7 separate regions of the Mus musculus genome follow, and all the other regions are linked to region 5. Evidence: chromatin contacts called from public ChIA-PET, Hi-C, HiChIP or PLAC-seq, capture Hi-C and promoter capture Hi-C data. All regions are on one chromosome and are shown on one strand. The core of a region is the stretch at or near the end of the contact, and the rest is flanking DNA. Distances in the headings are between cores, read along the strand shown. Region 1 holds the start of Ngrn (neugrin, neurite outgrowth associated). Region 2 holds the start of Hddc3 (HD domain containing 3). Region 3 holds the start of Man2a2 (mannosidase 2, alpha 2). Region 4 holds the start of Rccd1 (RCC1 domain containing 1). Region 5 holds the start of Zfp592 (zinc finger protein 592). Region 6 holds the start of Prc1 (protein regulator of cytokinesis 1). Region 7 holds the start of Fes (feline sarcoma oncogene).

What was found. A called contact is a pair of places that touch in the nucleus more often than the background predicts. ChIA-PET counts read pairs in DNA pulled down with a chosen protein or histone mark. HiChIP or PLAC-seq counts read pairs in DNA pulled down with a chosen protein or histone mark. Capture Hi-C pulls out chosen DNA fragments and counts their contacts.
Region 1: an RNA polymerase II ChIA-PET map of memory CD8 T cells shows a contact between it and region 5, with 17 read pairs. The contact joins the promoter of Ngrn here to the promoter of Zfp592 in region 5. A contact is called at or near these places in 1 of 39 promoter capture datasets (liver), 1 of 115 datasets of contacts at active chromatin or transcription factors (memory CD8 T cells) and 1 of 9 other capture datasets (liver).
Region 2: a promoter capture Hi-C map of liver shows a contact between it and region 5, with 3 times the contacts expected there. The contact joins the promoter of Hddc3 here to the promoter of Zfp592 in region 5. A contact is called at or near these places in 2 of 39 promoter capture datasets (the C10 cell line and liver), 1 of 484 Hi-C or Micro-C datasets (B cells) and 2 of 9 other capture datasets (liver and pancreatic islet).
Region 3: an H3K27ac HiChIP or PLAC-seq map of cardiomyocytes shows a contact between it and region 5, with 4 times the contacts expected there. The contact joins the promoter of Man2a2 here to the promoter of Zfp592 in region 5. A contact is called at or near these places in 2 of 39 promoter capture datasets (hippocampal neurons and pre-B cells), 1 of 484 Hi-C or Micro-C datasets (CD8 T cells), 2 of 115 datasets of contacts at active chromatin or transcription factors (cardiomyocytes and microglia) and 1 of 9 other capture datasets (macrophages).
Region 4: a contact with region 5 is called in an RNA polymerase II ChIA-PET map of memory CD8 T cells, with 19 read pairs. The contact joins the promoter of Rccd1 here to the promoter of Zfp592 in region 5. A contact is called at or near these places in 2 of 39 promoter capture datasets (the C10 cell line and liver) and 1 of 115 datasets of contacts at active chromatin or transcription factors (memory CD8 T cells).
Region 6: a contact with region 5 is called in a capture Hi-C map of macrophages, with 3 times the contacts expected there. The contact joins the promoter of Prc1 here to the promoter of Zfp592 in region 5. A contact is called at or near these places in 1 of 39 promoter capture datasets (pre-B cells), 1 of 115 datasets of contacts at active chromatin or transcription factors (cardiomyocytes) and 3 of 9 other capture datasets (adipose tissue, macrophages and pancreatic islet).
Region 7: a Hi-C map of LSK cells shows a contact between it and region 5, with 2.9 times the contacts expected there. The contact joins the promoter of Fes here to the promoter of Zfp592 in region 5. A contact is called at or near these places in 4 of 39 promoter capture datasets (frontonasal cranial neural crest, hippocampal neurons, liver and 1 more), 3 of 484 Hi-C or Micro-C datasets (CD8 T cells, the HL-1 cell line and LSK cells) and 4 of 115 datasets of contacts at active chromatin or transcription factors (cardiomyocytes, embryonic stem cells, large pre-B cells and 1 more).

What each region holds. Positions count from the first base shown.
Region 1 is chr7:80,259,686-80,262,846 of GRCm38.p6, forward strand. Ngrn (neugrin, neurite outgrowth associated) reads left to right here and starts at 1,530. Exons shown (of 3, transcript NM_031375.4): 1 at 1,530-1,738; 2 at 2,136-2,246. The coding sequence starts at 1,575. Ttll13 (tubulin tyrosine ligase-like family, member 13) reads left to right here. Exons shown (of 15, transcript NM_177765.3): 14 at 1-8; 15 at 644-1,136. The coding sequence ends at 840.
Region 2 is chr7:80,341,748-80,345,111 of GRCm38.p6, forward strand. Hddc3 (HD domain containing 3) reads left to right here and starts at 1,390. Exons shown (of 4, transcript NM_026812.2): 1 at 1,390-1,502; 2 at 1,792-1,847; 3 at 1,969-2,209. The coding sequence starts at 1,391.
Region 3 is chr7:80,369,123-80,372,690 of GRCm38.p6, forward strand. Man2a2 (mannosidase 2, alpha 2) reads right to left here and starts at 2,253. Exons shown (of 24, transcript NM_172903.4): 1 at 1,980-2,253; 2 at 1,610-1,807; 3 at 471-623. The coding sequence starts at 602.
Region 4 is chr7:80,322,714-80,326,112 of GRCm38.p6, forward strand. It overlaps Rccd1 (RCC1 domain containing 1), which reads right to left and starts at 1,741. Exons shown (of 9, transcript NM_173445.4): 1 at 1,037-1,741. Unc45a (unc-45 myosin chaperone A) reads right to left here. Exons shown (of 20, transcript NM_133952.2): 19 at 3,300-3,399; 20 at 2,579-3,164. The coding sequence ends at 2,907.
Region 5 is chr7:80,992,157-80,995,342 of GRCm38.p6, forward strand. Zfp592 (zinc finger protein 592) reads left to right here and starts at 1,528. Exons shown (of 10, transcript NM_178707.4): 1 at 1,528-1,606.
Region 6 is chr7:80,292,830-80,296,320 of GRCm38.p6, forward strand. It overlaps Prc1 (protein regulator of cytokinesis 1), which reads left to right and starts at 1,647. Exons shown (of 15, transcript NM_001374624.1): 1 at 1,647-1,762. The coding sequence starts at 1,752. It also overlaps a transcript of Rccd1 not described here.
Region 7 is chr7:80,386,374-80,389,612 of GRCm38.p6, forward strand. Fes (feline sarcoma oncogene) reads right to left here and starts at 1,573. Exons shown (of 19, transcript NM_010194.2): 1 at 1,464-1,573; 2 at 749-970; 3 at 438-611. The coding sequence starts at 961. Furin (furin (paired basic amino acid cleaving enzyme)) reads right to left here. Exons shown (of 16, transcript NM_011046.3): 16 at 2,821-3,239.

The DNA.
Region 1 (3,161 bases), core at 280-2,779, 730 kb before region 5:
CACTAGCCGTAAGTATTCAAAAATAGCCTTGGTCACTTTTGACTGGTGTAAATTCCTAGTAGCAAATGTTACAGCTGGGCTGCTCCTAGGATACAAAGTGGCATTCCTGGTAGTATAGGCATGGGGGGAAGGCAGTGGACCCGTTTATTTACTTGCTTCTATCTAGTGACCCTGGTGATAGAGATGACAGACCAATTCCAGCCCTCAACCAAGGTTAACAGGGAAATGGACATGTAAACAGGCTAATTAAGATCCAGTGTGGTAGAGATGCTAGAGGGAAGCATGGGATGCCAGTCTTGTGTGTTACTGGAGCACAGATGGGAAAGAGGTGAGAACATCTCTTTTGTGGGTACTACAACTTAGTGGGGGTCCATGTCTCTACTGCAGAAGGCCAAGCCAGCAGAAGGCTAGAAGCCATAAACAGAGCCCTGTCAGGATCAGTGCCACCCACTCTAACCCCAAGGCAGGGCTATCTTCTGCAGCCCAAAAGACAGGAAAATGGCTCATGGACTGAATGCTGCACCTTGCCCTCCATGGTAAACTCTGAACACAGAGGAAGCAAGGCTGGGGATCTTCCCCTATGCCCTGCCTCTGCACCAGTACTGCAGCATTCCAGCCCACTCCTCAACATCATCCAACACAGGTAAAAGAAGGAAAGCCCAGCACTCAACCAAAACAGCAAATGGTCTTCAATCTTTGCTAATTGAAAGACTGCCAACAAGTTCCAGATTGAAAAGCTCTGGCCAGGACCTTTGTTTGCAAAAGGCAAAAAACACGGAGACACCAAGAGTTCTTCAACATTCTAAGATTCTTTGGGGATCGGTAAAGACTAAAAGATGAAGAGCTAAGGCCAGCTTGTATGCATCGCTGCTCACCAAGCCTTAGGCTGAGTTTATCCCTAAGCGATGGGTCTGAACCCTGGGTATGGCTTGGGGCTGGAGGTCACTGGGCAACAAGGAATTCCTTTCCCGGAGGAGTCAAAAGCGACTACGGTGTAGTCGCCATCAGAAGATTGCTGAGGGTACGCCCTTCCTGCCACAGTGGCAGAATCAGGCAGGCCTGGGCAGCCTGTGCCAGAGGGGCGGCTCTGGGCAACTGAACCCGTCTTTTTATTAAAGTTTATGTCGTTTTCCAGGCGCGTGCTGTACCTCCTTTCGATCCTCCCGTCTGAGGCAAGCTCTTCTCATAGTTACAGCAGGGACGCCCAGCCCAGCCTGGTGACTAAGGCCTGTAGTTCCAATTACTTAGGAAGTTGAGACAAGATGATGAATTTAAGGCTAGGACAATTTAGACCGTTTCAAACATTTTTTCCTTTTTAATGGCTAGGGAGATAGCTCAGTGGCAGTAGCTTGCCTAGCATGTACAAGGCCCTAGCTTGGCTCCCCAGCACCACAAAACCAAAATCAGCAGGAAAGGGTGGGTAACTGGACAATACAAGGACAGCCCCCGCCCACCCAGGAAACGAAAAGCGTAGGATACCGTCTAACTTCCGGTTATTCCTTTCTGCTTCCGGGTTCGCCCTCCCACTTCCGGTGCTTTCCGGTCGCGAGCTGTAGATACCACCTCGCGTCGCAATGGCGCTCTCTCTGAGCCTCTTTTTGGGCGGTCGTGTCCGCACCTCTCTCGCTCGCTGTGGGTTCGCGTCCCAGGTCATGGCGGGCCCGGGTTCTGTCAGCTGCGAGCCGGACCCCGATTCCGACTGGGAGCCGGAGGAGCGGGAGCTCCAGGAGGTGGAGAGGTACCTGCTTCGTGGCGAGCCCTCAGCCTGGAGTTAGGCTTCGCGCCCCGGCGTTCCATGCGCCCCCCCCCAGCTCCGGGCGTCCGGCAGCCGCGTCTGCACAGGCTCTAGTTTCTTCTCATCCGTTGTCTAGGGCACAGGGGCAAGTGATCAGCTCCCTTGACACCCTAGGTCCCGTTGCTTAGTGACGTGTTTCATCACCCGTTAGAGAGTTCGGCATGCTTACGTTCAGGTGCTGTAGGTGTTAGGTTTCTGGGGGCAGTGCACCCAGAGTGCTTTAACCTGGCAGACATGCGGTCAGACGAGAGGGCTGAGCTCTCCAAGATTTAGTTGGATGCTTTTTGAAACACTAGTCTTGCTTCCAAGCTCGGCTTTTGCCATTGGTTCTTTCCCCCAGCGCTTTGAAACGTCAGAAAAAAGCAATGCGATTCCAGAAAATACGAAGGCAAATGGAGGCTCCAGGTGCACCACCCAGAACACTGACGTGGGAAGCCATGGAGCAGATCCGGTGAGACGTTGCTTACAAAATGGGATTTACCTTTTGGGGGATTTTAAGTATTTAGTATTATTGCCTTTAAAATAGAAAGCGTCATAATAAGGAACTTCCTAAACCTGTCCAGAATTTTGTTTGTTTTGCGATGCTGGGATCAGCACAGGGACTTGCTTATGGTCCACTGAGGTCATCACCTCCTAAGGACATACCTAGCTTGGTAGGTACATTATGGACAGTTGATTGAAGTTTGGAAAGCTCTTCTTTTGAGGCAACCTCATGTAGCCAGCTGACCTCCAGGACACTGTAGACAAGGATAGCTTTGAACTCTTGTCTTCCTGCCTCTGCCATCTGAGTTTTGTAATTGAGATTAAAAGTATGTACCAACGCTCCTGGATTTTTATTTTATTTATGTATTTGTTTATTTATTGACAAGACCGCTCTGTAGACCAGGTTAGCCTGGAATTCTTGGGGCAATTCTGACTCTGCCTCCCAAGTTCAGGGATTACACTGTGTATGAGTCACTACTCTTACTTGAAAGGCGTCTGAAACGAATTTTCTTTAAGGGGGCTGGAAAGATGGCTCAGTGGCTCAGTGGCTAAGAGCACTGACTGCTATTCAAAAGGTCCTGAGTTAGCTGGACATGGTGGCGCATGCCTTTAGTCCCAGCACTTGGGAGGCAGAGGCAGGCAGATTTCTGAGTTCGAGGCCAGCCTGGTCTACAGAGTGAGTTCCAGGACAGCCAGGGCTACACAGAGAAACCCTGTCTCAAAAAAAAAAAAAAAGTCCTGAGTTCAATTCCCAGCAACCACATGATGACTTACAACCATCTGTAATGGGATCTGATGCCCTCTTCTGGTATGTCTGAAGACAGATACAGTGCACTCATAAAATAAATAAAAATTTGTTTTTTGTTTTTTTAAGATTTCTTAT
Region 2 (3,364 bases), core at 140-2,639, 650 kb before region 5:
CAACTGTGTTTCTATCTACCCATTCCTCAATTTCTAGGCTGCACGGACACCTTGGGGGATATGGATTATTCCATTTTAGACCCCAGAGACCTCTGTTCAGCCTGTGGGGCATCCCTCTGTAACTGCAGCGCCATGGCAACCACCAAGCCTGTCAGAGAGTCCAGTCATTAGGCTTTCCCCTGAGCCTTATCTCCCCAGCTGCCAGCCCAGACACAAAAGCTACCTGCCTGGTGGAATACACTTAGCAGCTGGCTGTCTCCACTTCTCAGAACCCTTTGGGGAGATGCCAAGGTCTTGCTTATCCCTCATACTTCAGAGCTGCCAACGCCAAGACGGGATTTCTCCAGAAGATCCAAAGCTCGATGGCCGGTAAAGAGAGAAGGATTGTTCCAGTGCCTACCCAAGCTAGGCAACACTATGCTCCTGAAACCGCGGGGACAAGACTCACTACCTCAAGGGCCCAGAGCAGAGGTCTGGGGACTGAAGCAGGCTCCCTCATGATTCAAGAGATGAATGCAAACGGTTTCTGTAGAAACAGTGTTGTGTCCCAGGAGCCCACATCTGAAGCAATTAAGCAAGATCCAACTCTCCAGGTCAAATCCTAGCATCTCTAGGGCCAAGATGTTAGGTTCAGATGCCCAAGATAACAGAGACTGACCCTGTGAGGAGAGCGATGTTTGGAGCACGTTGAAAACGGTCTGGGTGTTGTGCCAGGCTGTAGATGGCCTTTTTCTCGTGGAAGACGCTGTCTCTGCCTCCCAGGCTAGATAAAATGGGCTTTCCCCCCACGATCCCACGGCCACCCGTGCCTTCCAGCTCTGTACCCAGCACTCTGTGAAACTATCACTTTTGGTTTTGTCTCCCTTTTCTGCAAAGACTGTTAGTTCTACTACGTCCTGGGGCATGGTGGGGAGAACGCTGCACCAGCCGCTGTGATTGTTGAAAACTTCTATATCCAGGATCTCGGTCTTTAAAGAACCTCCGTTGAGAATGGGATGATGGTTCAGTGGGTAAAGTGCTTGCTGCACAAGAATAAGGACTTGCATTCTTTCAGATTATTGCAATAGCCAGGTAAAAAAGCTGGGGATGGCAACCTACGCCTGTTGTACTGTGGAGGCAGAGACAGGAGACTCCTTGAAACTCGTTCGGTAGCTAGTCTTGCTAAATACCTGGGCTACAGGTTCAAGGAGAGTCTTTGTCTCCAAAAACTAAGGTGGAGACTTATAGCCTCTATAATCCACACGCACGCGCACACACGTTGGGGGAGGGGGGATGAATGAATTACAGCTTGTTAGAAATAGTTCCGTTCTCCGAGCCTCCGAAGCGCCAGGCGGCGCTATAGGTGATTTGTTCGGACTCCGAAGCTTCAGTCCCTCGCGCCACCAGCGCAATGGGCTCGGAGGCAGCTCAGCTGCTGGAGGCTGCTGACTTCGCCGCTCACAAACACCGACAGCAGCGACGAAAAGATCCTGAAGGGACTCCCTACATTAATCACCCCATCGGTGGGCGCGCCAGTTGGGAAGCAGCCCTCGCGGCCCGTGGCGGGTGGGGACTAACTGGGACGGGAACACAAAGCGCATATAAATTACTGAGCGCCTTCTTCGAGTCCCAAGCGTTGTATCAACCACTTTTCATGCGTTATGCGTGTAAGCCTCACCTGGGGTAGAAGGCAGGAGTGCTCCCTTGGTACAGTCGATATCCCAAGAGGGTAAGGGACTTTCCAAGGTCATCCAGCTGGTGAGGTGCTACATCTGGCTCCTTCTAGACTGACTTCTGCTTTGCCCCTGCCAGGTGTAGCCCGGATCCTAACCCATGAGGCTGGAATCACTGATATTGTGGTGTTACAGGTAAGGCTACCCTTCTCTGCCAGGAGGCTGGTGCGGGAAACCAGAGTACTGTTGAACAATGGGTGCTATTTATTTGGCTAGTAGGTTAGTGTCACTGGGCTGAATGGTAACCTATCCCCAGGCCGCCCTGCTCCATGACACAGTAGAAGACACAGATACTACCCTGGATGAGGTAGAGCTGCACTTTGGAGCACAGGTTCGACGCTTGGTGGAGGAGGTAACAGATGACAAGACTCTGCCCAAACTGGAAAGAAAGCGGCAACAGGTGGAGCAGGCACCACACAGCAGCCCAGGGGCCAAACTGGTGAAGCTGGCAGACAAGCTATACAATCTGAGGGACCTGAATCGCTGCACCCCTACAGGTATGCTCTCCTACTGGCTCTGAGGAGAGAGGGGGAGGGGATGGCCAGCTTCTGAAAATACAGGTTGGTTAGATTCCCAGAAATAAGTCGGGGGGTAGAGTGGGGAGGGGTGGTCGTAACACCTCCGACTAAACCTCTGTCTTAGTCAGGGTTTCTATTCCTGCACAAACATCATGACCAAGAAGCAAGTTGGATCTCATGGAGGCATTTCCTCAACAGAAGCTCCTTTCTCCGTGATAACTCCAGCTGTGTCAAGTTGACACAAAATTAGCCAGTACAATTGACCCCTTGTCAACTTGACACACAAAAACATCACTAGTAAGCCTCAACCCTTACAATCTTATTCATCCCCAAGATCTAAATAACTTTAAAAGTCCCACAGCCTTTACATATTCTTAAAATTTCAATCTCTTTAAAATATCCATCTCTTTTAAAATCCAAAGTCTTTTTACAATTAAAAGTCTCTTAACTGTGGGCTCCACTAAAACAGTTTCTTCCTTCAAGAGGGAAAATATCAGGGCACAGTCACAATCAAAAGCAAAAGTCAATCTCCAACCGTCCAATGTCTGGGATCCAACTCACGATCTTCTGGGCTCCTCCAAGGGCTTGGGTAACTTCTCCAGCCAGGCCCTTTGTAGCACACGCATCGTCCTCTAGGCTCCAGATGCCTGTACCCCACTGCTGCTGCTGCTCTTGGTGGTCATCTCATGGTACTGGCATCTCCAAAACACTGCATGACCCCTTCAGTCCTGGGCCTTCAATTGCAACTGAGGCTGCACCTTCACCAATGGCCTTCCATGGCCTCTCACAGTACCGAACCTCAGCTGCTTTGCGTGACCCCTTCATGCCTTCAAAACCAGTACCACCTGGGTGACCCTTACATATTACCAAGTCCCACTGCAGCAGGAGTACATCCTTGGCCATCTCTGGAACACTGCCTCTTTGTGCTTTCAGAAAACACTTCCCAGAAGATGTCACCTCAATGATGCTGGTCTCTTCTTAATCACCGCTAATTTCTTAGCTCCAGCTAACCAGCATCAATAGTCCCAGTAATGCAAAGTTTTTGCTTGGTAGTTCTGGTATCTTGTTAATCACAGCTGATTCTTCAGCCCCAGCTAACCAGAACTACAGAATCTTCACAAACAAAACAGCAAT
Region 3 (3,568 bases), core at 1,003-3,502, 620 kb before region 5:
TGCGTTCAGCTTAATGGAAAAGCAATACGGTGGTCAATCAGCAGTGTCTGCCAGAAACTTAAGTCAGGCTATTATTACACAAGGCAAATTTCTTGTTCCCCTCCTCCCCCTTCTCCTCCTCCTCTTCCTCCTTCTCCTCCTCCTCCTCTCCCTCCTCCTTCAGCATTGCTGCTTTTCACTTCCTGTTACAGCCAGGAGCATAGCTCCGTGGTAGAGCATGTGTTTAGCATGCGCCAGTCCTTGGGCATCCATCTCCACAAGAAAGACAAATCTGCCTAGGAATGTCCCTGGGCTACAGCTACATAACTCAGTTGTAGATCGTTAGTGTTATATGCACGCATGCCCATGAGGAGGCTCTAGGTCCAATCTCTAAGACAATGGGGGTGGGGGGGTGCTCTTGTCCTGTGCTGACAAGACTCTCCTGAGCCCAGGTGACTTGCATTTGAAGAAGAGAACAAGGTGTGACTCACCCTGGGGAAGTTCCCACCATTCTGGTGTCTGGCAGGATCATGCTGCACTCGGTCCAGCATAAGGTACAGAGAAAAGACGGCCACACAGAAGATAGCAGCCCCACACACCGTCACCTGCTTTTTCAGCTTCATACTGACCCAGGAGGCACGTTCCTGGCAGGAGAGACACCACCTGTAGTTCTGGCATGCAAAACCCTTCTGTTGGTGTTCCTAACAAACGCTCTGTGGACTCCCAAGGAGAACCAACCTACTTGCTTGACTCTGGGTAAAAAAGCAAGTAAGCTTTCAAGTACCAAATCTTGGTTATGACTCCCAACACACAAGTAGCACATATATTTGGGGCTGGTCCTGTAGGAGAGGAGTTCTGATTCCCCTCAGCCCAAGCTATAGAAACCAGGATGTGGAGTGTGGGGGTGCAGTAGGTAAAGAGGCACTTGCAGGCAAGCCTGACAACCAAAGCGATTCATTTGATTCATATGGTGGAAGGTGAAAACCAACTACCACAAATTGTCCTCTGATTGCCGCATGTTTTCTGTGACGTACATGCACATAAATAAATGTAACACATTACAAACAAACAAACAGGGATAACAGAGCCCCAACTCTGACCCACACTTCATTACACAACCACTGATTGCAAACAGCTTGCTCAGGACTCTGAGAAGGCTCTCCCAAGCCACGTGTTTCCTCCCTTCAGATGTATACATAAATACAAGAGGTTTTATTTTGTTTGATTTAGGGGTACAATCACCAGCTGGAGAGACAGACAACCCCCCCACACACACACACTCACACCCTGCCTCCCCTGTGACCTCCTGGGGCTGACTGGAACTCAGCAGAAACAGTGCCTGGCCCAGATCCTATCTCAGAGAATACAGAATGGATTTCTTTTAAGAGAAAAAGAAATGCCCATGTTTCTAACGCAACCCAGTTCTAGGATTGTCCCCATCAGTACTGATTCCTGCTGTGCAAAACTTCCAGTCCTGGCTTCCAGAGTGCTTTAAAGGGACTCTTAGGAAGCTAGCGGCGAGACTGATAAAGTCCCCAGGGTAGCGGAAGCCAGGCACAGCGGCTCCGAAACGGGGCAACTCGAGACGACCCACAGTGCCTGCCGCCACCGCCCGCGAGTCCCCACTTGCCTGCCGGAGGAGGGAGGACGCTAGCTGCTGAACGCGCGTGGGCGGGACCGCTCTCTGGAGTCTGCTCTTCGGGCCCTGGTGCTGAAAAGCTCAGTCACCTCAGCCTGCGTCCTACTTAATGCGATCTGATTCCGCTCAGGAGCCTCCGGGCAATATTTTTAGTCCCTGGAGATTGGGTCCGGGCCAAAGAGGGCGGAGCTAGGGAGCAGGAGCTGGGTCACCGTGGGGCAATTACCTGCCGAGATGTAACCCCCCTCCTCCGGCCCGCCCAGCCCCCCTCCGGCCCTCGGGGCTCAACCGGCACCCGGGGGCCGCAACGCTCGCGGCCTGCAGGCTGGAGTCCTCGCCCACGCCCCGCCTGGCCCGTTACCGTACGCGGCCGGCCTCCGCGCCGCTCGGGACCCGGCCGGCCGAGCCGCCACTGCTCGCATCCCGGGGGACCGCGGCCCGCGCGCGGGCAGTTGCGCAGGCTAAGAGGGACGCCTGGCCACCCACCGCCCCTGCTCGGCCCCGCAGCCGCGCTCCCGCGGGGGCCAGGGCCGCTGCGCGCTCCCTGCGCTCGCCCCGCGCCTGTGCTCCCGCGCTCCCGCCTCCACGGGGCCGAGCGGTGCGCCCGGCAGGAGGAGGGGCGCGGGGGACCGCGCGCAGCGTCCCCTAGTGCCGGGTCCCGCCGCTGCCTCGCCCCCCGCCGGGTTCCGCAGCGCCCCCTGGCACCCGACTCGGTCGCCTCCCGCTGGGTCGGTGCCGGGGTCCGCTATGGCTGCGGGGCGGCTGTGCGCAGCCGTTGACCCGGCAGGGCGGGAGTGGCGGAACCCCAGCAAGGTCGCGCCACTGTTTCTTGTTGTGTTTTTGTTTTTTTTGTTTTTGTTTTTGTTTTTTCTCTTGGTCTTCCAAGAGTAAGATTTAGGCAGGAGCAGAAAGGGCAAAACCGTGCGGTGCTTCGTGGCCTCCCTGCCTGGCTCAATAGTGATGTTTCTTAGTCAAAGGAATAGTGCCTCCCTCTAGGTTTTGTGAGTTCCGGGTGGCTCTGGGTTTCCTGACACTAAGGGCGAAATGCATATCATCCGGTTAAAGGTTTATTGAGCATCCATGTTTCCAATTTACAGCGTAAGATACCATACTGCAATGAACATCTCCACAAATTCCACACTTTTCTTCCTTTTAAGATTAATATTTGGATGGATGTAGGAGCCCGTGCTTAGTCCCAGCACCTGGAAGGCAGAGGCAGGGAGATCTCTGAATTCGAGGCCAGTCTGTTTTACATTTTGAGTTCCGGGACAGCCATAGCTACTTGGGGGGGGGGGGGGGGGAGATTGCTTGCTAGATCGTAGTGGCACACACCTATAAATCCTCCTGTCTCAGATTGACACAAATTCGAAGCTATCTTGGACTACACATTTGCAATCCTGTTTCAAAAGAAAAAAAGATTGCTAAAATTACTGCCTGAAACTGAGCTGGCCCACTAAAAGTCCAGCTCTTGGGAAGTTGAGGCTAGAGGATCCCAGCAAACGGACACTAGCCTGGACTACGTAGCAAAACAAATATTACTCTCTGTTGTAGACTACCCCTAACCCCAGGTTCACATCTTGAAGTTCTGTCCCCAGATTTGACCATATCGGGAGGTGGGGCTTTGATAAGATTAAGATTAGCTCATGAAGGCAGAGCCCTTAGAAAGCAGATTATCCTGTCCTTATAAAAACATCCCAGAACCCAGGTCCTCAGCAGTCAAGAAACAGAGATAAGGCAGATCTTGGTGAGTCCCAGGCCAGCCTGGGCAGCATGGTGAGACCCTGTCTCAAAATAAAAATAATAGCAACCCAGAAGCCAGTGAGGTGGCTCAGTGGGTAAAGATGCCACCAAGCCTGATGACCTGAGTGTGATCTTCAGAGTCCACGTGGTGGAAGGAAAGACTCCTCTGATCTCCTACATATGTGCCACAGTGACTGCAAACACACACAC
Region 4 (3,399 bases), core at 491-2,990, 670 kb before region 5:
GTTACCCACACACATGTTTCTTTCTGCAAAATAGGATGTCAGTTCTCAGGGAGGTCTTGAGAATTTAAACTCTACTTGGCCCCTACTCAAAATGGAAGTCTTTTTTTGTTTGTTTGTTTCAAGACAGGGTTTCTCTATATAGCCCTAGCTGTCCTGGAACTCACTTTGTAGACCAGGCTGGCCTCAAACTCTAAAATCCTCTGCCGCCCAACTGCTGGGATTAAAGGCGTGCACCACCACTGCCCAGCCAAAATGAAAGTCTTATTCCAAATAGTTCCTTATATTGGCTCAGGTGACTCTCTTACCTTGGGGCCCATCCCAGGGGCAGCTTACACTATAAAAGCTTATACACAGGTGCAGAAAGTGCTGCAGGGTGGTTGTTTCGGGTCCAAGGGTAACTATACAAAGTCGTTCTACTGACTTCTATCGTGATTGGTTTCAAGGGCACAGAACATAACTATATAATCAATCTTAGCATTAGAAAGTTCCTTAGGAACAGCACAAACATGAGAAAGTTTCTTTATAATGGCAGGCTGTCCAGGTAACGGTTACCTAGGCCTTAACCTTCCATCTAGGCCTTAACAGTGGTCTCTTTCTTTGCAACCCAGAACTTATTTCTATTACCACAAGGGAACTGTGAGGCATGTACGTGGGAGATCAGATACAACACTAGGATCTGAGGCCCACAGCTCCAGTCTCTTAGCCTTGAGAACTTTAACCCCGAGTCTCCATTCAAATTGACTCCATTTTTCTCTAGACTCCCAATCACACAGCAAGTGTGGAGCTGAGCCGTGTCCTATGGATTTATAAGCCTCGTCCCAACAAGAAGAATAAACACCTGGGACCTAGGTGGGCGTGCCTGTGCACCTGGATCCTATTGCACAACTTCAGTTTTACAAGGCGAGTGGGGACAGCACTGCTTGTATCTACCTAGCAGAACTGTTTGCAATAAATACAAATCAAAATTTAAGTGTAAACAGTCCTAGCTTAGTTTACACAGTAGAATTTAACGACGAAAATGACCATTGGCTCTTACCGGGTTTCAGAGGCATTTGGACAATTTCCACTGGACCTTACTCGGTCGTTTATTCAAGAAGTCTTTGCTGCGCCTTTCCTTTGACTTAATGTGATGACTATGGGTCCCAGGGAGCTCAGGCTGAAATTGGGAGACAGTCGCGCGGTTCAAAATGCAACGCCACTTCACTCGAATGGATCAGAATTTTACAGACACTCTCGAGCCTCTTAAGTCAGATCTGAGACTACAGCTCCTGGATCCCCAACCAAAGGAATCTTTCATCTTCCCATTAGCCTGTACCCTCAACTCATCAGGAAAGCCCTTTAAGCAGGAAACCTTGAAAGTGAGCAGCGCATAGTAATGTATGGCTCGGGGAACAGATGGCCGGCGGAGTAAAGCACTTTTTAAGGGCCTCCGCGCCAAGCAACGCGGTCATTCGGTGCGCCAGCTTTTCGGAGCCAATCGCAGGCACGAGCGGTGACGTCACCACTGGGGCGCGCCTGACCGGCACACATGCGCCGGGTTACCTGCCACCAGGCAGTAGGCTGAAGTCTCCTGTGCGCGCCAACAGCAGTGGACGCGGTTGGAACCACTGAATGAATGGATACTCTTGACGATCCGAGGGAAACGGCGGGCGAAGACCAAGCCCTGACACCCTCCATTCCCTTTGAACAAGGAAGGAGGTCGTTCACTACTGAACAAGCGCAGGACTGAGGGCCAAACAGGAAGCTGTAGTACTAGTGCCTTCACTGATTGGCCCAGGCTCTGTCACTTACTTGTACTGAGCCAATGAGTGCCAAGCCTGGACTCCAGCCTCTAAGAAACCGGTGTTCCTAGCCATATAGGGAATCTATTTGAGTCCTGTTTCTCCTTCAACCTGGCAGAGTTACAGAAAAATGTATTTTCCCCGAGGGAAGCGCACACTGACCCCAAATTCCAAACACAGACTGGGTAGAGATCACAGAAAACTCACAATATCATGACAAATGTATCCAAGGACCAGCATAAAAAAACGACACTGAAAAAAAAAAAAAAAAAAAAAGCTGGGCAGTGGTGGCGCACGCCTTTAATCCCAGCATTCGGGAGGCACAGGCAGGCGGATTTCTGAGTTCGAGGCCAGCCTGGTCTACAAAGTGAGCTCCAGGACAGCCAGGGCTATACAGAGAAACCCTGTCTCGAAAAAAAACCAAAAAAAAAAAAAAAAAGAAAGAAAGAAAAAGAAAAAACCAACCAAACAAACAAACAAAAAAAAAAAAAAAAAAAAAGACACTGAAATTTGATCAGCTTCCTAAGCTTTAGGCTAACTCACCAGGATTTAGAAAGAAACCAGCGTGGGTGTTGGCACTTGTAATTCCTACAACTCTTAACGGTTGAGAAAGGATTATCAGTTTGAAGCCAGCCTGTCCTACCCATATTAAGGCCTTGTCTACAAAGGTTCTCCATGGGCCCACTGGCTTCCTTCTGTTACAGCAACAGCGCTCTACAGCACACTTTGCTGATGTCCAGCTGTTGCTCCTGAGTGTCCCACCCTCAGCAGCCCCGCCTACAACAACAAACAGATGCTTTAGTTCCACAGAATTTATTAGCGGGGTGAGCCTGCTGGCAGGCTCTGATGATGCTCCCAGCATGTGAGGATGCTGTTGTGTCCTTCCTTCTTGATGCCCATAATCCTCAGGCTTGAATGGGATGTACGTCCCCCAGCCTCAGCTCTCTACAGTACAGACAGGGCCCTCCTGAGTGCTGGCAGGGCAGGGCTGTATGCTGTGTGTCCTGAGAACACCAAAGTGCAACTGTGGCAGCTGTGGAGGCGAGGCAAGTATCGAGCATCCCAGTGCTGACTCAGAGCTGTGAAGGGTGACAGATGCGTGAGCTGTGGGCCCCGGGCCGATCGTCACTCTCCGTCCTGGTTGGGTTGGATGAGTCTATATTCCACTGCTTTCTCCAGGCAGGCTGCGGCAGCCCTGGTGACTGGGCTCTCCTCGCCCTTGGCCAACACTGACAGGATCTCCAGGACCTCACTCTCCATCAGGGTGCCGGCGATCTCCTTCGAAGACTGCATCATGTTCAGCACCACCACGGTGCCCCGGTGCTGCAGCTCCTGGTTGGGGCTGAGGAGCAGGGCCTGCAAGATCTCCAGCCAGTGTGTGGTCTGTAGGAAACGGGCGGATGTGAAGACTGGCAGAAACCACATCTACGCTCTAGGAACTCCCCGACACAACAGCCATACCACCATGTAGGGAACTGCTAGCTCCTTCAGCCTCCCCCGCCCAGACCAGGTACTCACCACTTGAGGGATACGACTGCAGAGTGCGGGCCGCATGGAGGTGAGCATGGCCAGGCCCCCAGCAGCCGCCCTCCGCAGCAGCTCATCATCCTCGCCGCTG
Region 5 (3,186 bases), core at 278-2,777:
TTGGAAGGTAATTTGGTCTACAGAGCAAGTCCTAGGACAGCCAGAGCTACACATAGAGAAAACCTGCCTCAAATAAACAAGATCCTTTCTTTCTTGGCTTTTAAGGCGGTCTTTCAATGTGTAACCCCAGCTGCTCTTGAACTCAAAATCATCTTGCCTCATTCTCCCAAGAGCTGGGATTACACACATGCACTACCGCACGGGACAAATATTTCTATCTTTATTCATCTTTCGAATCTTGTTGGACAACACGCCTTTTCCTTGGACTTCCTCTTCCCCATTTCCCATCTTTCTGGGATATAAACTATAAATGACTCTGTCTTTGGCTCCTTGAGCTCTCGCTCTCTCTCAAACTGGAACAAATGAAACAAACCTTTCTTTTTACTCCTTCTTAAGATGGAGGCTAGTTTTCCCTTCCTCTCCCTGCCAAACTTCTGGAAAGAATAATTTCTCGTAACTGCCTTCACTCCTTCATCACTACCGCACTCCTCATGCAGGTGTTGGGTTCTGTCGGGTCCTGGCACACAGCAGACTCAGCTGAATGTCAGCTCTGGCCCTTTTGCCAAGTGTGGGCTTTTTCCTGGTTTCTTCGGGAGGAATTTGCTCATGCTTAGCAATCCTGCCTGGCACCAGAACTGGCCTGCCAGTTCCCACCGTCCGACCCTGCTGCCTTACTATCGCGTCCCCAAGGGACTCCAGGTTCTTGGAAAGTCCTGCGGGTCAACTTGGTAATTTTTTTGTCGGCCGCCTCTCCGAGTTCTTGCCCTGGAGTCACAGCCTCCCTGGTGAGCCTGCGAATTGCCAGTCCACCCTGAGAGGTTATCAGCTCCCTCCACCCCAACCCCTCCACCTCCATTCCACTCTCCGAGCGTCCCTTGGCTCCCCCAGAGGTAACACGTCTGAGCGCCCCGCGCCCGCAAGCATGTCCTTCCATCCTGCGACGAGTAGCCATTTAAGGCGCACCTGAGTGCCCAGGCCCACTGCCCTCCTGCTTCCTTTCACTTAGCAGTGCTGCCTAGGCCCGACTCGCCCAGCTCTCCGCGAAGACGACTTCTTCCGAGCTCTTGAGGCGCTCGGCGTCCGGTCGGCCCATAGCCGCGAAGGTACAACGCGTCCCTCCGGCAGGCGGCCTGGGCCGCACCGAGGCCTCAGAGGCGCGTCCGAGCTTCCCGGGCCCAGGTGGCCGGGAGAGGCCGCGCCAAGGGCGGCGGGAGCCAGCCCAGGTCGGAGTCCCGGTCCTGCCTGCGCCGTCCTCGCCCCGCCCCTCCCCGGAGTCAGCGTAGCCAGGGTCGCACCAGCCTGAGGCGGGAGGGAGGCGGAAGGCGCGGGGCCGGGCCAGGCCAGGCCGGGCCGGGCCGGGCCGGGGCAGCTCTATAGCCGCACCGCCCTGGCCGGTGCCCAGGCCCGAGTCGCCTTCCGCCCGCCCTTCCCACCCGCGGCCTCAGCCAGGTCCCGCCGCCAGCCCGGCTCCCGCCCCCGCTCCGCCCCCGGAGCCGCAGCCCCGCCCGCCACCGCCGTCGCCATGTTGTGGCTCCCGCAGCCGGCGCTGGGGACGCGCGCGGCCGAGCCCGGGGCCTGTCGCTGCCGCCGCCGCCGCCGCCGCCAGGTAAGCGCCCCCCGCCGCCTGGACGGGGCGAGGCCACCATCCGGGCCGCTCCAGCTCGGGCAGGGGAGTCTGAGAGGAGCGGGCTCTGCCCGCGCCGCGGCCCGGCCCTGCAGCCTGGTGGACCCTGCCCGCCGCCCCAGGCGGCAGCCACTTCCCCCGATCGCCGCCAGGCGGGCCCTGGCCACCACCCTACCCCGCCCCCGGCCCGGACCCCTTCCGCCGCCGCCGCCCGCCGATCGGGGCGGCCCGGGCACTCCGCTGTCGTCCCGCGCGCGACAGGCGGCCGCCCGCCGAGCCCCCGGCCCAGGCAGGGATAACGGTGCACTTCACCAGGCTGGGACGCCCTGTCAGCTCCACGGTCCCCGCCGCGCGAGGACCTGGCGCCGTCACTGGGCAGACACTTAGAACATCGGCCCTCCTCGGCGCCCCTCAGTCTCCCCCTCAGCCTCGCCCAAGTTCTGACCCCGGGGGTTCCTTCTCCCGGGGCAGACAAGTCTTCCTCCTCCAGAGTTGGGGTGCTTAGGGGGGGGTGACCAGGCCTGTTGATCAGGCTTGAACTGATTTCTCTGCGGGGTCTCTTCCTGCCAACCGAGGGGCTAGTGGGGAAAGGCTCCGTGTGACCCGGGGAGGGGGAGGACAGGAGAGCGTCTGCTGGACAGATGGCCTCCTGGCCTTGAAGCAGCTTTTGTGAGGGGGAGGGGTCCGTATGACCTTAGGTATGCCTGCTCTTGAGAACCTAAGATTATTGGAGGTGGTCAGGTATTTTTTTTTTTTTTTAACTATTTTTACGAGCAGACCAGAGGTGACATTAAAAGTCCAGGGTTGAAACAACCTACAGGCCCACCCAGGGAGCATGCTTTGTAGCCAGGACAAGCCTAGATAGTTTCTGCTTTAGGAGAGTGGGATTCGGGTGGGTAAAATGGGTTTGGACCAGGGTTTGCCCGTGGCCTGTGCTCGTGTAGGAGCTAGAGTGTGATTGTGTCAGGTGTACACCGGCTGAGCACACAATGTGCTTGGCCTGATGGGTGCTGAGTGGGACTTCAGAAGTCTATTTGCTAAACTGACAGGTACATTACAGTGGGAAAGAGAAAGGAGCCTGGTGCTTTTTTTTTTTTTTTTTTTTTTTTGGACCATTTCTACAGCTCCACTGAAGATGGCTTTGGTTCATTACCCCTCCCCCCATCTCCACTTTTAACCAGGTTGGCCACCAAGCTCCGGTCTTAAACCTCCCCCGTAGTTGGGACTTCAGGCAACCATGCCTAACTGAAAACATTTTTTTTTCTGAGTATTTGTAGTATGCGCCATGACAGAACTAGGTTTTGGAGATACTGTGTCAACCAGAAAGATACCTCCACTTTAGTGTGGGAGATCTTGACCTAGAGACAAAGTCCAGAAATAAGAAAATATTTGTCAACAAATACATGTTTTCCATGTGGCGAGCAATGAAAACTAACTGTCCTTGTACAGCTTTCCTTCTAACATGTGGGAAGACAGTAAGGACAGGGTCTAGTAAACACGGAGTGTGTTACAAAGAACCAGATACTAACAGGGAAGAGGAAAAGAAAGAGAGTTGAATCTGA
Region 6 (3,491 bases), core at 397-2,896, 700 kb before region 5:
CGCTTGGCTTGCTAGGGTGTGATAACCCTAGCACTCAACAAATAAACAGGCAAATAAACAAATATCTTTATAGTTGTAATTTTACTACTGTTATGAATCAAATATCTGTTATGTAGGATGTCTGCTATTCTACTCCTGTGATAGGGCTATTTGACACCCCCCCCCCCCCAAAGGGCTCAAGACCCACATTTTGAGAATCACAGCTTTGGATTCTACTTCCTAGACCCATGCAGTGGGAGGAGAAAACTGAATCTTTTAAGTTGCCCTCTATTCTCCACACATGACCACCCCATATACACACACAAATTTAATAAATGTATTTATCATAAAAAAGAGAAGCAAATAATGAGACTCTTATAGATGGTACAGTTGACCAATACAGAAAAGCAGACAATTTTAGTTATAATTCAGTATAAACTAGATTTTGTTTTATTTTGGGCCTATAGATGGAAGCTAGTGGTTTAAAAGCGCATTGCTAATCACCAGTGCTGTGGGTAACAAGGATACTCCAGGTAAAGTTTGGTGCAGAAGATAGGTTAATAAGTACCTCTTCGCAAAGGAGAATTCAATAATTACACTTCTACAAATCATTTTGGAGGAGGTAGCAAAAAAGAAATTCATCTCAGCTTTATTACAAATTTTAGTCTGAGTAGCAAAGGAGATACTCCCATAGCAGTGTATTAGGTAATAGTAAATCATTGAAAATGGGATACAGATGCTATGGGTCAGTGGGAAGAAAAGGACACACAAATACTTTGGTTGTTTTTTGTTTTTGTTTTTTGTTTGTTTGTTTGTTTGTTTTGGTTTTTCGAGACAGGGTTTCTCTGTGTAGCCCTGGCTGTCCTGGAACTCACTTTGCGGACCAGGCTGGCCTCGAACTCAGAAATCCGCCTGCCTCTGCCTCCCAAGTGCTGGTATTAAAGGCGTGCGCCACCACGCCCGGCTACACAAATACTTTGATGTCATGTTCAAATTGTGGAGTTTTCCTGATTTACCTAAATCTTATAATGTGCAAGAAAAACAAAGCCCAAATCACCATTTGCTCACAGCTAAATTGGGCAAGTCAGTTTTTTCCTGTAGCCCAAACTATTTCCCTGTCCTGTCTCTGCCGCCTACGTTCTGGAAAAGCTACTCAAATCTTTTTCTTCAGGATAGTGATGATCATTATTAACAGGTGTGTTCTAATGATTAAATGCGATAAACTTGTCCACTAAGGTACCAGGACCAAGAGCCTGGTTTTTTTTTCCTTCTAAGCTTTCCTGCTAGTCCCTGCTCCTCTTGGGACATTGGAGAGTAGCAAGAAGTCGAGCTGTTCTGGCAGTCTACCCAATACTTCTCAGGAAGCACAAAAATTTGAAACCCAACGGCAGCAACTCAGTGGGTACCGGTGACATCATCGGCCACACCCCTACACCCCACCCTTGAGGCGGGCATAGGTGCACGCATGCGCATATTGAGGCCCGCACGCTCCCCGTGCAAGCGCTTCCCACGCCCTAGGCGGTCTCTGTATCCCAGGCCTAGGCAGCAGCCCTTCGCAGGAGGGGCGGGACGAGGGCGGGGCTCCGTGAGTGGCGGACGCGGTAACCAATTGTCATTTGGCACCGCCTCTGGCTCGGTTTGAATTCCGCGGGGTCCAACGGCTCGAGAGTGGAGACGGACTCCGGGTGAAGTCTGCTGCGGCTGGTTACCGTTCTCCGTCCCGCGCGTGGCAAGTGGAGGGTCTCGATTCTGGACAGCTTGGAGCGTCCACCATGAGGAGAAGGTGCGGGTCTCTTAGGGGCGGGACCCATTACTGAGGTGCGGGTCTGGTACCAGGTTCGACAAGCTGGGTTCGCCGGTCTTCAGGCACCGATGTCTGTGGCTGGGGCGCTCGAAGCCGGCTCCGGAGGGCATCTGTGCCCGAGGCCACTAGCGGGGCGAGCAGCGGGGACAGCGCGGGGTTGACACGCTTCCTCGAGGCCGGGGTGGGTTTGTCTCAGGCCTGGCGTAGCTGGCGGCCGAGCTCAGGTGCCGCCGCAAGTCGCGGCTACTCGGCCTCTTCTCTGTGTAAACGCTGAGCATGTAATGGTGTGGGCTTCTCATCTCTTGAGTATAGTCTGTAATCGCATTGCTCGGGAGGCTAGAACAAAATCGATTCGAGTTTAGCCTAGGAGATGTAGTTTAAGACTAACCTGGGCTACGGAGTGAGACAGTACAAAAAGCCCTGAAGTTTTTTTAACCTTAAAGTTTTAAATGTATCGTTTTTTCTTCGTGTCTTACAGTTCCGCGTTTTTACTTGAGTTAGGAAGACGGCTTGAGCCGGCCAGTGGTGGCACACGCCTTTAATCCCACCACTTGGGAGGCGGAGGCAGGCGGATTTCTGAGTTCGAGGATAGCCAGGGCTACAGAGTGAGTTCCAGGACAGCCAGGGTTACACAGAGAAACCCTGTCACAAAAAAAAAAAAAAAAAAAAAAAAAAAAAAAAAAAAAAGAAAGAAAGAAAGAAAGGCTTTATTTCCTTGCAAGTTAACAAATTCGAATTCTTTTCCGGTCGTTTTAAGATTCCCAGGCGGGGTTAGAGAGATGGTTTAGCGGCTAAAAGCACTGATTGCTCTCCCAGAGGAGGTGGGTTCAATTTCCCAGCACTCACAAGGCAGCTCACAACTGTCTTTAACTCCAGTTCCAGGTGATTTTTGACACCCTCACATACAGACATACATCTAGGAAAAACACCGACGCACCTATGAAAATAAATAAAAAGAATCCTCTATTAAAAAGAAAATTCCCGGGCACTGCTTGGGAGTGCCCGATTGGAAATCCAATCAGAACTGACTCTTTGAGTAAAAGGCTGAATGCCGTTTTCGAATTTATAAAATAATTTTCTGCAACGAGTTGGGTGACAAGGCTTTGTAATTTCTAAGAATCTTGGTTTTGTGATTATAGATTTTGATCATTTTTTTTACCCCCAGATACTTGGCCTCAAGAGTCTGGGAATAGAATGAAAACAACTGACAAGTAGTATTGTGAAAAGAAATTGAGTACAAGGCTAAGGATTTCAGATATTCCCATCTGAATGACGTTATTCATTAAGCCCTTCTGGGGTTAATGGTGCATTATGAAGACTAGTAAAATCCTAACTTACACTGAATAGAAATTTGTATTCAGAGTATATTTGGATATGATTACCCTCACCTGTAATCTACAGATCTCAGGAGTTCAAGACAGGGAGTTCCAGACATCTGCAATATAAAGAGATCCTATTTCAAAATAGGAAAGCCAGACAGCTGGGTGAGGGGCACATCTATCCCCCCCACTGTCTTGGGAGGTAGAGGTGGGAGGTTCAAGGCCAGAGCAGCTTATAAGAGACCACGCCCCTCCCCCAAGAAAATAAAGTCTTCCAGTATGGCTTGTCCAAGTATTTTCTGCTTTTGTTTTGTTTTTTGTTTTGTTTTTCGAGACAGGGTTTCTCTGTGTAGCCCTGGCTGTCTTGGAACTCATTTTGTAGACCAGGC
Region 7 (3,239 bases), core at 323-2,822, 610 kb before region 5:
GTCTGGGAAGGCGGACCACAAGAGGGCGCTGTGGGTCCATGGTAGGACCCAGCTCTGTGGCAATGAGGGGTGTGGTACTGGGAGATTGACCAGTGAGTGAATTGGGGAGAGAGGCACCCAGAGACAAAGCAGCTGCCTGTAACCCAGCCTGTAGCTGAAGAGCTGCTGGGACTCAGACCAGGGCAGGATTCGGCCTCTGGGGCCCTGGCGGGGTCCACTCTAAGCACACTTGCCCCCCCCCCCCAAGTCCCTCACAGTGGCTCAACAGGCCCTGTAGCAAGTTAGCCAAAGTTGTGAGAGGAAAGGAGGAAGCTGCAGCGGCAAGGCCACACAGGCCATCCTGGAGCTGGGCCTGCGGTCAGTGACTTCTGCTTCCCTAAGCACTCTTGTGTAAAACTGCACCTTATTGCGACAGCGTCCTCTGGGTGCCCGCCTACCTTGGTGAGCTCCTGCTGCAGCTGCTGCCACTGCTCGTTGTACGTCTTTCTCAGGTGCTGCCGCTCCCGGATCAGCACGCTCAGTTTGCTCAAGGGCCCCGAGTTCAGATCTTCTGCATGCTGCCGCAGCACCCGGCTCAAGTTCTCGGTCTGGCTTGTTATCTCTGCCCAGGACTACAGCACATTGTGGGATAGGGAAATGGGAAGAACAGGGCAATGGCCCGCAAGCCTGGGTTTGCATCCTTTCCAACCCCACCTCTAAGCGGGGAGGTGATGAGGGCAAGTGAATGGGAGAGCTCACGGAAGCTCACCTGGCTGACAGGGCTGTCGGGGCCGCTGCTCCAGCTCTGGCCTCCGCTGTCCTGCAAGGACATGTGGTGAAGCAATCCTGCATATTCCCGGTCACTCTTGACCCTCTGGGCCATCCACTTCCTCATGCCCTCCAATAAGCGCAGCTCAGCTTCCTGCATCTGCTGCACTGCCCCGTGGCCCTGGGGGCTGCACAGCTCTGAAGAGAAGCCCATAATGGTGTCCTGGGGACAGAAACCGGGTCATTCAGTGGAGACAAAAGAAGCGGCTGGTGATGGAAGATGAGGCTACGGTCGAAGAGGGCTGCGGGCGGGACATGGGTGGGGTTCTGCTTAGAAAAAAAAAAAAAATACCAAGAGGTGCAGAGAGCAGCCTGGACTGGGGCTGGCCCTTCTGCTTCCGATGTACTAGACTAGATTTCAGAGCCAGTGGTCCTGTTTCCAGGAACCAGACTGGAGGTCCCTAACAGGACCCTTCCCCCACACCATTCCTGGGTGTTACCGACTCCTGCCCTGCCCAGGGCCTTCAACAGTGCTGGACTGCGGCCTCCGGGAGCCACCGAAAAAAAACCCTATCACTGGGCTTTCCTGCTCTTCCCAAGATCCTAGCCCCACCCCCATCAGGTTTCAGGTTCCCAGAACACCCGCCTGGCCCCTTTCCGGTGCCCAGCCCTGCCCGTGTTCCACATAAACTCCTGGATCTCGAAGGTGGAGTTACCTTTCTCGGGCAGCTGCTCCTGGGGTAGGTGGCGGTGGACCGACTAAGGCCCAGAATCTGCCGGGCCAGTTCCTGATTCCTGCTTCCTCCTCCGTGGTTTCAGTTGCCCTAGGCCGCGGGGCGGGTCCACTATAGGGAAGAGAGAGCACAGCCCACCCCCCCATCCTGCTCCCCACTCTGCGTGCCCTGGGCCACAGCCTACAGCGACAGCTCAGCCACGGAAACGGAAGGGAGGAGGAGGCCGGCAAAGAATGGCCATGCGAAGAGTGGCCTGTGAACCAGGCACTCTCCAGGGTCCCGCGAACGCGGGGGAAGGAACCCAAAATGCAGTGGGGATGGACTCAAGGTGAGGCCTCAGGCAGGGTGTTGGGACCCCCGGGGCACCCAGGGTGTGTGGACTAATGTGAATCCTGACAGCGTGCTAGGGTGCCAGGGGGACATAGAGGAAGGAAGCCTAATCCTGTCCCTCCTCTGGATTCCCTAAGGAGACCTCAGGCGCCAGCCACTATTTGCATATAAAATCTCCAAGTCAAAATCCTAAGCAGAGGCCTGCTTCTCGGGCCCGGGTTCCGGTAGCACCCTTTCTCTCAGGCAGGGCGTTGAGTCTCAGTGGCAGCCTGGGCCAGCGTGGGGTATAGAACTGAGGAGAAATTATTTCCCCATGAGGGACTCAGGTTCCCCCAGCCATTCAATCCTGGTTTGCTGGGGTTTTTTTTGTTTGTTTGTTTTGTTTTTTCTTTTATTTTGAGAAAGGGTCTCTCTGTGTAGTCCTAGAACTTGCTATGTAGATCAGGCTGGCCTCAGATGAAGAGATGCCCTGCCTCTGCCTCCCAAATGCTGAGATTAAAGGTGAGCTCGGCTAGCTGTGATAAACACCAGAACTGAAAGCAGCCTGGAGAGAGAGATTGTCTGATTTAAGGATTAGAGTCCACCACCAAGGGAAGTCAGGGCTGGAGCTGAAACAGGAACCACGGAGGACACTGCTCGCTGGCCACTTGCTTTCACAGGCACCCCAGGATCTTTGTATGGGAAGGTAGACACCCCCAGTACACCGGGCCTTTCCACATCAGCCAGTATCAAAATGCTCCACCGACTTGCCCACAGGCCAATCCAATGGAGGCAACTTCTCAACTGAAGCTTCTCTTCCCAGGTGACACTAGCTTATGTCATGATAAAACCAAGGAGCACACAGATCTGGGTTCACTCAGGATCCCCTCAGACCTCAGCAGTGGAAGCCCTAGACCTCTTAGAGGCATTTAAGCCTTCTGACTTAAGCCAAACTGGCCCCTAGTTCCCACCCTTCCCCAGTCAAACAGCTAAGGGTCCCGAGAAGAGCTATAGACACTGGAGACCGGGCTTGGTTTGCATAGTCTGCACGTTTAATCACTTTAAAACCTCTAACATTATCTCGTGTCCATTAAATAGAACCAACAATGCCAGGCCTGTTTAAATTACAAGGAAAAAAAAAATCACTGTGCACCAACCCAGCATCTTACAAAACCAGCCTGGATGGCCGTGAGGGGTGGGCAGGAGAGCAAGGGGCACCCCTGGACAGGTAGGCTGGGTACTGAGAAGGGCTAAGGAAAAGAAAATGGGGGGGGGGGAGCCCAAGTGGGAGGGGACTGATTGTCCTAATGGGAAGGGTGCAAAAGGCACATCAGAAGAGGGGGTTTGGGGGGCATCATAGGCCAATGCTTTCTCCACCAGGGCACAGTGTTAGAAAGGGCTTGGTGGTGCCACCTGCCCACCCCTGGCACTTGGAGAGCCAGCGACCCA